3 separate regions of the Mus musculus genome follow, and all the other regions are linked to region 1. The links are chromatin contacts, called in public Hi-C and HiChIP or PLAC-seq maps. All regions are on one chromosome and are shown on one strand. Each heading gives the region's core, a stretch centred on a gene start, on an enhancer-like site or on the middle of the called end of the contact. The rest is flanking DNA. Distances are from core to core; before and after follow the strand shown.

The links. Hi-C and Micro-C count contacts between places; a contact is called where the count stands out from the background. HiChIP or PLAC-seq counts read pairs in DNA pulled down with a chosen protein or histone mark.
Region 2: a contact with region 1 is called in an H3K4me3 HiChIP or PLAC-seq map of neural tube, with 4 times the contacts expected there. The contact joins the promoter of 4930439D14Rik here to the enhancer-like site in region 1. A contact is called at or near these places in 13 of 39 promoter capture datasets (the 3T3-L1 cell line, 3T3-L1-derived adipocytes, the C10 cell line and 9 more), 1 of 15 datasets of contacts at CTCF or cohesin (large pre-B cells), 5 of 484 Hi-C or Micro-C datasets (embryonic stem cells, forebrain, nephron progenitors and 2 more), 25 of 115 datasets of contacts at active chromatin or transcription factors (the HPC-7 cell line, SST interneurons, T-cell acute lymphoblastic leukemia and 17 more) and 3 of 9 other capture datasets (embryonic stem cells, liver and pancreatic islet).
Region 3: a Hi-C map of muscle stem cells shows a contact between it and region 1, with 1.9 times the contacts expected there. The contact joins two enhancer-like sites. A contact is called at or near these places in 6 of 484 Hi-C or Micro-C datasets (the G1E-ER4 cell line, embryonic stem cells, erythroblasts and 3 more), 6 of 115 datasets of contacts at active chromatin or transcription factors (cardiomyocytes, embryonic stem cells, fetal liver and 2 more) and 1 of 9 other capture datasets (embryonic stem cells).

Annotation. Positions count from the first base shown.
Region 1 is chr1:156,750,075-156,753,796 of GRCm38.p6, reverse strand. Gm39683 (a long non-coding RNA gene) reads right to left here. Exons shown (of 3, transcript XR_865660.1): 3 at 536-735. Among named protein-coding and RNA genes, the nearest start is that of Gm39683, 7.5 kb to the right of the region's middle. Within about 2 kb of position 1,251, at least 79 of the 459 cell types and tissues checked have an H3K27ac peak or open chromatin away from gene starts, as enhancers often do. A contact at or near this core is called in T-cell acute lymphoblastic leukemia, differentiating embryonic stem cells, embryonic limb bud and 5 more, where this site is marked.
Region 2 is chr1:156,937,315-156,941,051 of GRCm38.p6, reverse strand. It overlaps 4930439D14Rik (a long non-coding RNA gene), which reads right to left and starts at 2,258. Exons shown (of 2, transcript XR_003948625.1): 1 at 1,994-2,258; 2 at 857-1,925. Ralgps2 (Ral GEF with PH domain and SH3 binding motif 2) reads left to right here and starts at 1,426. Exons shown (of 19, transcript NM_001159967.1): 1 at 1,426-1,563.
Region 3 is chr1:156,996,168-156,999,732 of GRCm38.p6, reverse strand. No RefSeq gene overlaps it. Among named protein-coding and RNA genes, the nearest start is that of Gm39685, 8.3 kb to the right of the region's middle. Within about 2 kb of position 1,627, at least 107 of the 459 cell types and tissues checked have an H3K27ac peak or open chromatin away from gene starts, as enhancers often do. A contact at or near this core is called in muscle stem cells, where this site is marked.

The sequences.
Region 1 (3,722 bases), core at 2-2,501:
GAGAGAGAGAGAGAGAGAGAGAGAAGTGTGCAGTACATCTGTGGGTGTCGGCCTGTAGAGGCCAGAGGTCAATACCAGAAGTCTTCCTCAGTTAACCCCCACCTTATTTGACACAGGATCTCACTCAGAACCAGAGGTTGCTATTTCAGTTAGCCTGGCTATACAGCAAGTCCTAGGAATCCTCCTGTCTCCACCACTGGCTCTGGCAATGGGATTATAGGCGTACACTCTCCTGTCTGACTTGATTTTTCAAGTGCATGCTTAGGACGCCAGCCCAAGTCCCTGCACTTGGACAAGGCCATTATGGACTGAACCAGCTCCCAAACCAAAAATTAAAACATTTTAAAGTTAAAAATAGAAAAAAATTAAATATTCAGCATACACTGTATTAAAATAAGCCATGCCAAAATGCATATAATTACTACATATCAATCAAAAAGTAATGCCAAAAAATAATAACCAATATTTAGTACTTTTATTGTTTCTGGGCAAATACTACTCCATGTTAAATCCAGACTCATTTCCTTTCTTTAGAGTCCCCACCTCTACCCCATACCCGCCTTAGAGACTGCCTTTGTGGGACTAGAGAAATGACTCAGCGGTTAGATCGCGGTTATGATCGCTTGATGCTCTTCAAGAGGAACAGAGTTCAGGTCCCAGCACCTGTGGCAGGCAGCTCATAACTTCTTACAACTTCAGATCCAGGGGATCTGACCTCTCAGGACACCCCCAAACCTAGGGCAGAAGAGAGACACGGCCACATACGTATATGAAAAGTACAAATGAAGCTCAATTTAAAAGAATACCTGCTGTTGTTGTTTTGCTTTATTCTCCGTGTAGTTTATCATTCATCTCTCCCCATGCCACCTCCCCCCCCCCATGATGACTCAAACCACAGCGGGATGCTTTAATTTTTTTCTCCAAACATCGCTCTCTTCAGAGGATGATTTATTTTCTTTAATTGCTTCCATAAGACACCATTCAAAGCAACCGAAGGCATTGTGGAGAAATGAGACCCACAGCCAGGTATTAGCATCAAGAATACAGAAAGCTGGAGTTACAGTAGTTATGAGCTGCCTGGCAAGGGTTAAGTGGGGCTGCAGGACCAGGAAGCTGAGAGCTTACATACTTAGCTATAAACATAAGCAGAGAGGGCAAACTGAAACTTTGCAAGGCTTTAAGCTCAAAGCCCTCCTCCACCGATCCCAGCCCCACCGCTGCACCGGCTAAAGCTCCCCAAACAGCGCCACCAACTGGAGACGAGATGTTCAAATGCAGGACCGTGGAGCTAGCTCATTTCTTATTCAAACCACCGTAGCAAGCTCTCATCTCCTTGCTATGGAACCCGCTATGCTTCCTTTCAGTTCCTTTTTGATCCTAATTCTCTCTGCCTCGGCCTACACTTCATTTTGGTGGAGTTACTGTTTAGTACGGTCCTGTGCAAAAAGGCGAAGGGATCGATCACTCTGAAGGCACTGTTCCTCGTGCCCTGGTTTGTGTGCCGCCTTTGTCCTCATCCCTGCGCTTTGTATGTGACTTCTCCTTACCCAGCTCATCTCTGCGTTCTCGATGCTCTGACAACTCAAGATTAAGTACCTGGCTGTGGGCCTCATTTCTCCGCCATGCCTTTGGACCAGTGATTTATGAACGTGGCACTGAAATGCTTTCTAGTATGCTTAATTGATTATGTGCGCTCATTCTCTGGTCTTTCCCACTGAAACGCCTGCAGGATGACCTTTGACCTTTCTTTTTTTCCATTACTTTGATTTTTGTTTGTTTGTTTTTTGTTTTACTCCTAGGAGATTTCCACAATTGGTATTTACAGTCCCCAGTGGGATAAAACTGTTAGTAGTTTCCAAGACTGGCTTCTTATGCAGTTGTATCCATTTCTTTAAATGGCACCTTTCCCCTTTAAAAACACAAAACAAAACGAAATGCTGTGCCTTAAGCTGGACATGGTAACTCAAAAACAGATGGATATCTGTAAGTTAGAGACCAGCCCTAATCTACATAGTCAGACTCTCCCAAAACACCAAAAGAACAATAGAAAAAAACTAAAAAATTTTAAAAAGAAAGAAAAGAAAAGAAGGGAAAACTGGACTGTGATCTTTCTGGGCATCACTGTAATTATTTTAATGGTTCAGGGGTTTCTTTTGCTTGTTTTGGTTTGGGTTGGGTTGGGGTTTTTGGTGTCTTACATTCCCTTTGTTACCCAGAAAGTCCCTTTCTCTGTTTATTTTTGTTAGTTTTGGTGTCTTTCACACTGAAAGTTGTGTAGTTTGGCTTTAAAAATACAAAAATACAAAAGCTGGGGCAGGAGTGAGGGGACACTTACAACAAAATATAAAAACCTGTCTTCAGAAAAAAATTAAAGTATACAAGCTCCCTTTAAGGAGACAAAAGGTAAATTCATTGTTATAAAATGAAAATTTTCAACTAAAGATTATATTTTGCTGTACATTGTACTTTCTAGATGACATTTAAGATGCTCCACATACCCCAGAAATAATAAAGAAATTAGCTGGCATTAAACCTTGTTTTCACTATAAACATCGCATCACAGTTTTTCTGTTTTTGAATTGGTTACCATTTGTGAAACTGACATCTGTTTACTGAGAGAAGAGCCTGTTGCTGCTCTCGGAGTTTAGCTGGGTCGCTAGGATCCCTGACAATCAGATAATAACCACGGCCACCCAGAGTCAGTGGATCCCAAGTTCCTTGTCTCAAACCCAAGGAGAAGCAGGAACCACAGTTGAGCAGTAGGCATAGTGGACACAGATTTATTAAGGAAAAGTTGGTTTCAAGGTGACACAAACCTAGAGTCACCCAGGAAGAGGGAGGGACTCTCAACTGAAGGATTGCCGCCATCGGATTGACTTGTGGGAAATTTTTTTTTATTGAATATTTTCTTTATTTACATTTCAAATGTTTTTCCCTTTCCAGGTCTCCCCTTTGGAAACCCCCTATCCCATTCCCCCTCCCCCTGCCTCTATGAGAGTGCTTCCCACCTACCCACTCCTGTCCTCCCACCCTGGCATTCCCCTACACCGTGGCATCGAACACCCTCAGGCCCCAAGGGCCTCTCCTTGTGAGGAATTTTCTTAATTGCTATTTGATGTAAGAGGGCTCAGCCTAATGTGCCGAATCCATCCCTAAGCAGCCAGGTCTGGGCTGAATAAGAACACAGGCTGAGCAAGCCATAGGGCTAAGCCAGTAGCAGGTTCTTCCACGGCCTCTGCTTCAGTCCCTGCCTGAGTTTCCACCGTTGCCTCCCTTGAAAATGAACTGCAGCTTGTAAGTCACATAAACCCTTTCTCCCCCAAGCCCCACCCCGAGGTTGCTTTAGGTCAATGCTTTATCATAGCAGAAGAAAAACAAACCATTACAGACAGGAGCCTAGCATGGCTGCCCTATGAGAGGCCCAACAAGCAGCTGAAAGAGTCAGATGCAGATACTAGCACCCAACCAATGGACAGAGGCTGGGGACCTCAGTGGTTGAATTAGGGAAAGGCTGGAAGAAGCTGAGGAGGAGGGCAGTCACATAGGAAGACCAGCAGTCTCAACTAACCCGGACCTCCCCCACCCCACCCCCCCACCACCCCCCCGAGATCTCTCAGACACTGAGCCACCAACCAGGCAGCATACACCAGCTGATATGAGGCCCCAGACACATATACAGCAGAGGACTGCCGGGTCTGGACTCAGTCAGGGAAGATGCACCT
Region 2 (3,737 bases), core at 1,009-3,508, 190 kb before region 1:
TATCTTTGAATGTATTGTTGTTGGCACATAGCCATCCACCTTTCCCTTAATCTCTTACTAACTTGGGGAAAGAAAGATCAATCATTTACTCAGTGACTCAAAGGGTTCCCCCTCCCAACTGTTACTTCAGTTTGTCTGTTGTTTCTTTGGGACTTGAAGCAAACAGCATCGAAGTGAAAACTGCATCTAAGTAATTCTCCTGGAGCCTTTTGGTCACTAGTGTTCCTTAGCCCCGCCCCCTTTTCATTAGTCTACGCTCAGTTGAAGATTTCTGACAGGCTTTTCTTCTTTTTGGTTTCTGTGCATCTATTGGAGAGACTTCCAACTTAAAACGGAATAAAAAACCAGCACTGGGCTTTATCGCTTTTCCTTGCTTCGTTTTTATCTTCCACCTACTTTTGCATGGGCATGTTTTAACCAAGGGGATGAAGGAGCGTTCTTCTACCTTCTCCACAGAAGGGAACAGTGGTCAAAAGGGACAGTGTTTAACTTTCTTCTGCATAAAAGAATCCACTGTTTTGATTAGTTATTATAGGGAAAAAGGAAATCAAAACGAATTTGGTCCCTTCACAATCTACACTCAGTGCTGCTATAGAACTGTCCCTCCACCCTCCACTGCACATTGCCTAGAAAAGGATCGCATCTATTCCCGAATGACCTAATGATTACACCAAGGTGGCTCACTGAAAACCTTCCACTAAGTCACACTGCATCAAATGGTGCTAAGTTTAAGTAGGCCACCTAGGTGCACCCCAAGAAACAACACCCTTCTATTCCCTTTCATTCACAGGAAAAATTTCACCTTTTAGAATCACGTTCCCGCAATGGCGTGAAAATACAGTCCACCTGAAACTCATCAATCCGGGACTAGGGGATCCCAAATATTGTTATTTGCTCCTTAAACCACCGGCAGCCACCCTGCTTAACACCTAGAGGCCGACCCAACACTTCCGGCATGATGATGTGCTAGAGTGCAGACTCCATCATTTAAGATCCCACGGCTGTGGGGTGACTCTTCACATTTGCAGTCCCCCTCCACTTGTCCGCCACGACTCCTAAGGACGCCGCCCTCACGGGCTGGGTATTTGATCTGGGGGCCAAGCGTTTCCAGACTTTTGTCCTCTGGCCCGAGCGGGGAGCAACGCCCGCGTCCCAGGCGCCAACGAGACCCGTGCGGGGAGCAGCCGCGGGGCCCCACCTGTCCGTCCTGAACCCTGCGGCTCGTCCTTGCGGCCGGTGCTGCGCCTGCGGCTGGGGCACGCGCCTCGGACACCGGTACGGGGCGGCAGTTGGCCTCGGGGGGCATAGCCCGGCGCCCGCAGACTGCGCCGAGACCCCGGCGACCCGGCGTTCCCGGCCGCGCGAGCGCGCTCGGTTGGTGCGCGCGCCGCTCCGCCCCGCCCGCCCGGCGCGCGCCCCCTGCGCGGCCGGGGTGGATCCAGCGCACTCCCCTCCCCCGAGCGCCGGCGGCAGGCGCTGAATGAGAGACGCCGACTGCTCGGTTGGGCGAGCGATTGCCTCGGAGCCGCGGGCGAAGCGGAGGCGACGGCCGCGGCTGCACAGGTCGGCGTGGCGTGCGGGCGTGTGGGGAGGCGCGGGCAATGGCGGCGGCGGCCGCGGTGCGCGGCGCGGGAGGGCGGGCTGCGGGTCGCTCGCGGTCCCGCGGTGGCGGAGGCCCCGGCGTCGCCTCAGCCTCTCAGGTGAGCCGGGGCCGGGCCCCGCCGCGCCAGCCACACCCCCTCTCGGCCGGGGCGCCTGCACCCCCGTCACCGAGCCGAGGCGGGTGACCTGTTGCGGGGCCGAACCGCCCGCGGAGCGCGGGGTGAGCGGCGCCGCGGCGGCGGAGGCCGCGTGCGGACACGGAGGGGGGTCCCGCACCGCCGCGCTAGCTGCCCGCAGCGCCTGGGATTCCTTTGCTGTGTGGGCTTAGGCGGGCTCGTAAACACCGGGCTCGGGGAGGCGATGGGGAGCTGACCTGGAAGGGAGCCCGGACCTGTGCGCTGCCGCCGCGGCTCCCCGCCCCCCTCGAAGCGCTTTTCCTGCCGCCGTGTGCGGTGTAGACGCAGGCGGGTTTCAGGGTGCGTGGGCGTGTTTGGGAAGAAGCTGCGAGCTGATAGGAGGTACCTTAGTGCGAATGTTAATTTGTTTGAGCTGGGAGGGGTGAGGGAGGAGGAAGAAAGGGGCCTGTTGGTGGCCGTGGAGGAGGGGCGTTTGCAACCCCAAATCCCTCTGCAGAAAGCGCTCTCCACCGAAAGCATCCAGCGTCTTTTGTTTAAGATCGGAGGATGAAAGCACGGGCGGCAGTTAATTGAGCCTTTCCTCGTAGGTGCTCTGCATCCCCTCCCCACCCCCACACCCCGTCTTAGTACGCTGAAGTAGCTATAGAGCTTTGTTTCGGTGTTGGTGTTTGTTTATGAGTTGACTTTGGCGTTGTTTATGTAATGTTTACCATCCGGTGTACTCGAGGTCGTGTGTCTTTGAAGATGACCATTCGAATTTTGTGGAACTTTTCATTCCTTGCATGAGAGAGTACCGCAGTGCCACAGTTCGTTAACTTGCAAACTGTAAAAGCCTGTCCCACCCAGATATGATTGTTCGGGCTGTAGCATCATAAATGTAGTAAGTGTAATACTGTTACTGCAGGAGTGGGATTTGTAACCAAACAGTATTATTTTAATAATAATAACCTCTACTGAATGTGTGTAGTCATGAAGCTTCAAAAATGTGGAAAATTGCTTGTCTTAGCCACATGTATATATTAAATGTGTCTATTAGAGTTCCCATGAATGGTTTAAGTATAGTTATTTGAGCTTAAATTCTGGCATAGTAATTTTAAAATAGTAAAACCCAGTCCATTCTATCTCACCATGCATTGATTTCAGGAATTTGACTTTTTCTGCAAATACTGTTCTCTATCTTTTATTCACCAGATTGCAGCAGAAGTTGAAAGATCTGCTTGTGTGTCAAGATCCTAGTATACTTTTTGATATTACAGTATCAGGGAGGATACACCCAAAAATTCTGAGAGAAAATAAAATTTAAAAGATAGCTATGAACCAGACATGTGTGAGTAATGAATGCAATTTGTGTGCATTTTAAAAACGAGCTTACAATTAAAATTGGGGCAGTGGTTGCCTTTGGTGAAAGATGGCTTTGTTGGTAATAATAATTTGATTGCAACTTGAAACTTTTTTTTTTTTTTTTTTTTTTTTGAGGCAGAGCCTCACTATGTAGCTCTAGCTGTCGGTGGAATTCACTACATAGACCAGGCTGGCTTCTAACTGGCTGAGATCTGCCTGACTCTGCCTATGAGGAGTTGGGATCAAAAGCTCCTTTTAAGCTCTTGTCCAGAGGGTCAATTCTTCTAAACACACAGAGTATCTCCGCGTCCCGCTGTGTCCTGATGGGTGTGGAGGGGATGCTGCAGCGCACAAACGCACACGTGCTGTGATGGAGATAAAGTCATCAGTGGGCAGCTCTGTTAGTGTAGAAGTGAAAACTCAGGATGCCTTTTGAGTTAGGATACTGCTTGCATTTTTCCTTCTGAGGATAGAAGGAACTGTTAGTGAATAAAAGCATCAAGACAGTTGTCTTAAACTGTGCTTGTGTTTATACACACTAGGTATCCGGCTTCCAAACATATCTAAATATTACTCTACCTGGAGTCAGAGGGTGTGTGGTTTATATGTGGCTAGACAATTAATCTGTTGGTTTATATACTTAAATGAAATGTGTGC
Region 3 (3,565 bases), core at 378-2,877, 250 kb before region 1:
ATCAGTATCCATGAACAACACTGGCTACCAATAATCGTCCTAATTTACCATATAACCCAACAGTATTTACCATACAATACCAATTATACCTCATGCCGTTTCAAACTCTTTAAATAGCACTTCTTTTTCATCTTCAGTTTGGAACAATGTCTCCATTTTTCTTTCTTCTCTAACCTTGACATTTTCGGATGCACACGTGTCCTTTTCTGGTTTCTCATATGATTTCCCTTGTGATTTACGCATTCAGAGCAAGAATCTCTGAGGTAAGGCTTTGCTCTCCTCATTGCATCGTGCCAGGAGGGAAAAGCTACCAATTTGTCCGCTTGCTAAAGTCAGTATTTGACGAGAGATTTTCACAGAGCGACACCTAAGTATTTGGTCATAAGATACCTTAAAGCTTCCATTGAAAGACAAAGGTTGCTTCTTTTCTCTATTTGCACATTTTGTTTTGTTCTTGTGTAAAACGGCTCATGTGTGTGCCTGCATGTGGAGGCCAAAAGACAACCTTGGGCGTAGTTCCTCGGACATCATGTACCTGAGTTTTCCTGGGCATTTTGTTTGGTGGTTTTGTTTTTGAGCTATAGATCTAACATGAGCCTGGAACTAGCCAAGCCACAGGTTGCCCCATGGATCCATGTGCCTCTGACTCCCAAGCCACGGGAACCCAGGTTCATGCCTTCACTCCTAACTTGTCCTCAGAATCCTGGGGATTGAACTCATGTCTCTGTGTCTGCAAAGCAGGCGCTTTGCTCATGGAACTAGCTCCCCAACCTTGTTTATTCCCTCTTAATTAGTACAGACCCATGGATTCCTGTTGTACTCTAAGCGTTAAAATCAGGAACTATTGCTGGGCATGGTGACCCCACCTGTAGTCCTAGCTACTCAGAAAGCTGAGGTCTGGGGTTCTCCTGAACCCAGGAGTCCCAGATCAGCCTCGACCTGTAAGAAGCCCTTCAGGGCAGCCAACTTCTGGGTGCTTTTGCTATATCCCCAACACGCTTTAAACATCTCCTTACTTCATAGTATAAATGCCCCTGTCCCATAGTTTATTTTCAACACTCCAGCCCTAGTGTAGTCAACCATTTAAGTGGAGAATGATATTTAGAAGCTGAACTCTTATCTAGGCATGCTCACTACTGTCAGGATATCCTTGCTTCTAACCTTCTCAGCCTAGAGAACCAGGAAATACACACACACAAATGTATGTGTGTGTATACCCACCTACATATGTATCTATATCTATCTATGTATGTATGTATGTATGTATGTATGTATGTATGTATGTATCTATCTATCTATGAATTTGTGTGTGTGTGTAACCACATACACATGTATTTACCTTTACACTAATTCAATATCTATGTCTACTCAAAGCTCTGCGTTTGCACCAGCTCTTGGACCACACAGTCTAGCAACACAGTCTATTGTCTGAATTGTAATTTCCTCCAGACAGCAAGAAGCGTGATGCCCCCCCCCCCATCACCCTCCGGGCATTTACTTATTTGACTAACAATCTTTACACGACCTCAGGCCCCAGCTGCAATTGCCAAGAGCTTGCTGGCTTACCACAGGGCTCCAAATTGGCAAGTCCCTCCTTACAATGGGAAGGGAGCTGTGAATGAACAATGACTCACAGTGATCACCGTGCACCCTGGGAGTGAATTCTACCCGCTCCTGCTGCTGTCTGGACTGAGACCTGGTGGCGACATGGAGTTTGCTTTCCCTGTTGTTGCCTAGCAGAGTGGGTGTGGTCTTCTCTGCCATAGCAGTGAGTGACCTCTTTAAACATGATTTAAAAAAAAAAATTTTTTTTTTCTCCTTTTTACACTTTACCCATGAGACCGAAAAGAACTAGCTGGATTCATTTGAAGACGTGTGGTATACCAGGTTTCCCTCAGGAAGGGTGTGTTATAAATTTTATATAGTTGTTAAGGCCCCAGCTGGAGGTCAGAGGTCAGCTGATCCCTCCCCACAGCTGCCAGATGGTTGGCTCTTCTGGCACATTCTCAGGGCCACAAACTTATTTCCTAGATACCAGTCTTCAAGTCATGCCTGACTCCTCTGTCCTTCACTCCCCCCCTCCCTCCCTGCTGCAAACTTGGAAGCATCAAGGTCCCAGGGCGCCACAGCTGTTCCTCGGGTTCTCCTTGACTTGTTCACTGTGGCTGTGGGGACGGGGGTCTCACAAGGTCCTCACTGTTCTTCAGGGCAAGGGAAACCCTTCTCTGAATGCTGAATCCTCCCAACTCGTTTCAGGGTTGCTTACAGGATTCTTAAAAACCAGACAATTAAGCACTCCATGTTTACCAAGGGCAGTTGGAAATCCAGTTTCTAAAATCACTGTCAACTCTCCCACACTTTCTATTGTCAGGGAAACTAATGAAGCCCCCAGACTTTCATCTCAGAATTGACTTTTGGAGATCCACAGATTGCTGCCTGGCAACACAACACATTGCTGTGCATCGCTTTTTTATTTACAGCCAAGGCTGGAGTAAAGGAGCAGATGGTGAGAAATCGGATTTAAAGGAGGGACAGATGCGCCCACACGGGAGCTGGGTAAATCTCTTGGCTACCGGCGTGCACACAGACGTGAAGCCTAACTACCTCCACAGTTGCATCCCGCTTTACCGTTGCTCTTAGCTTGTTTGGATCTTGTCTGCGAAGATGGTTTAATATATCCCATTACAAGCAGTTTCTCTCATCCCACCCCACTAGGGACTGTGTTTTATAGAAAGTAGCTTCTTGGTCATCTGTATGATCACAGATCTAAAATTTCACGGACACTTAAGCCGTTAGCCTGCTTGTCTGGAGGAGACAGCTTTACATCTCTGTGATCTTAGAAACATTTACAAGGAGCTCCACACATTCATAACTATGTACATAAGCCCCCTTTCTGCCCACCCCCTCTTTCTTTCTCTCTCTCTTTTTTCCTGTGAAGGCAAAAACAACTTTCAGTTGCTGACCCACAGGGTAGAAAATAGCTGTTGTGAATGCAAATGTCGACACTCCCCCAGGCTTACCCCGCCCTCCTAGAGGGAAGTAGAAGTTACACACTTCAGCTATAATTTACTACGCTTGCTCCCTTGGGAGGAGAAAGAGGAAGGATACATGCTTGCTACTCCAGCCACATACAGTCGCAGGAGGCCCAGTTGTTCAATGCTGGAGTAAGTCATGGACAGCTTTATTCCAAAATGGCCCCCCCATATATTTATATATATATATATATATATATATAAGCACAGCTGGGTATGCAGGCTCATTCCTAACATCTCAGCACTCAGAAGCCCAAACTGGGAGGATTACCAAGAGTTGGAAGCCAACCCTGCATCAAAAAAAAGAAAATTATGGCAACTCTGTGGCCTTCACTTTTCTACACCATTGCACCGTGTCAAGAAATGGCACCATTTTCAAAAGTTAGCAGCAGCAGGTCCTGTGGAAGTCACTTTCAAATTAATGTTGACTGAAAGATGGAATTGTTTAAGCAGAACGGTCACATGTTACAAAAGGTCCCTCCCTTACAAAGTAGTCATGAATTTAAAAACTCAGAGCCAGGCGTGGTGGCGTA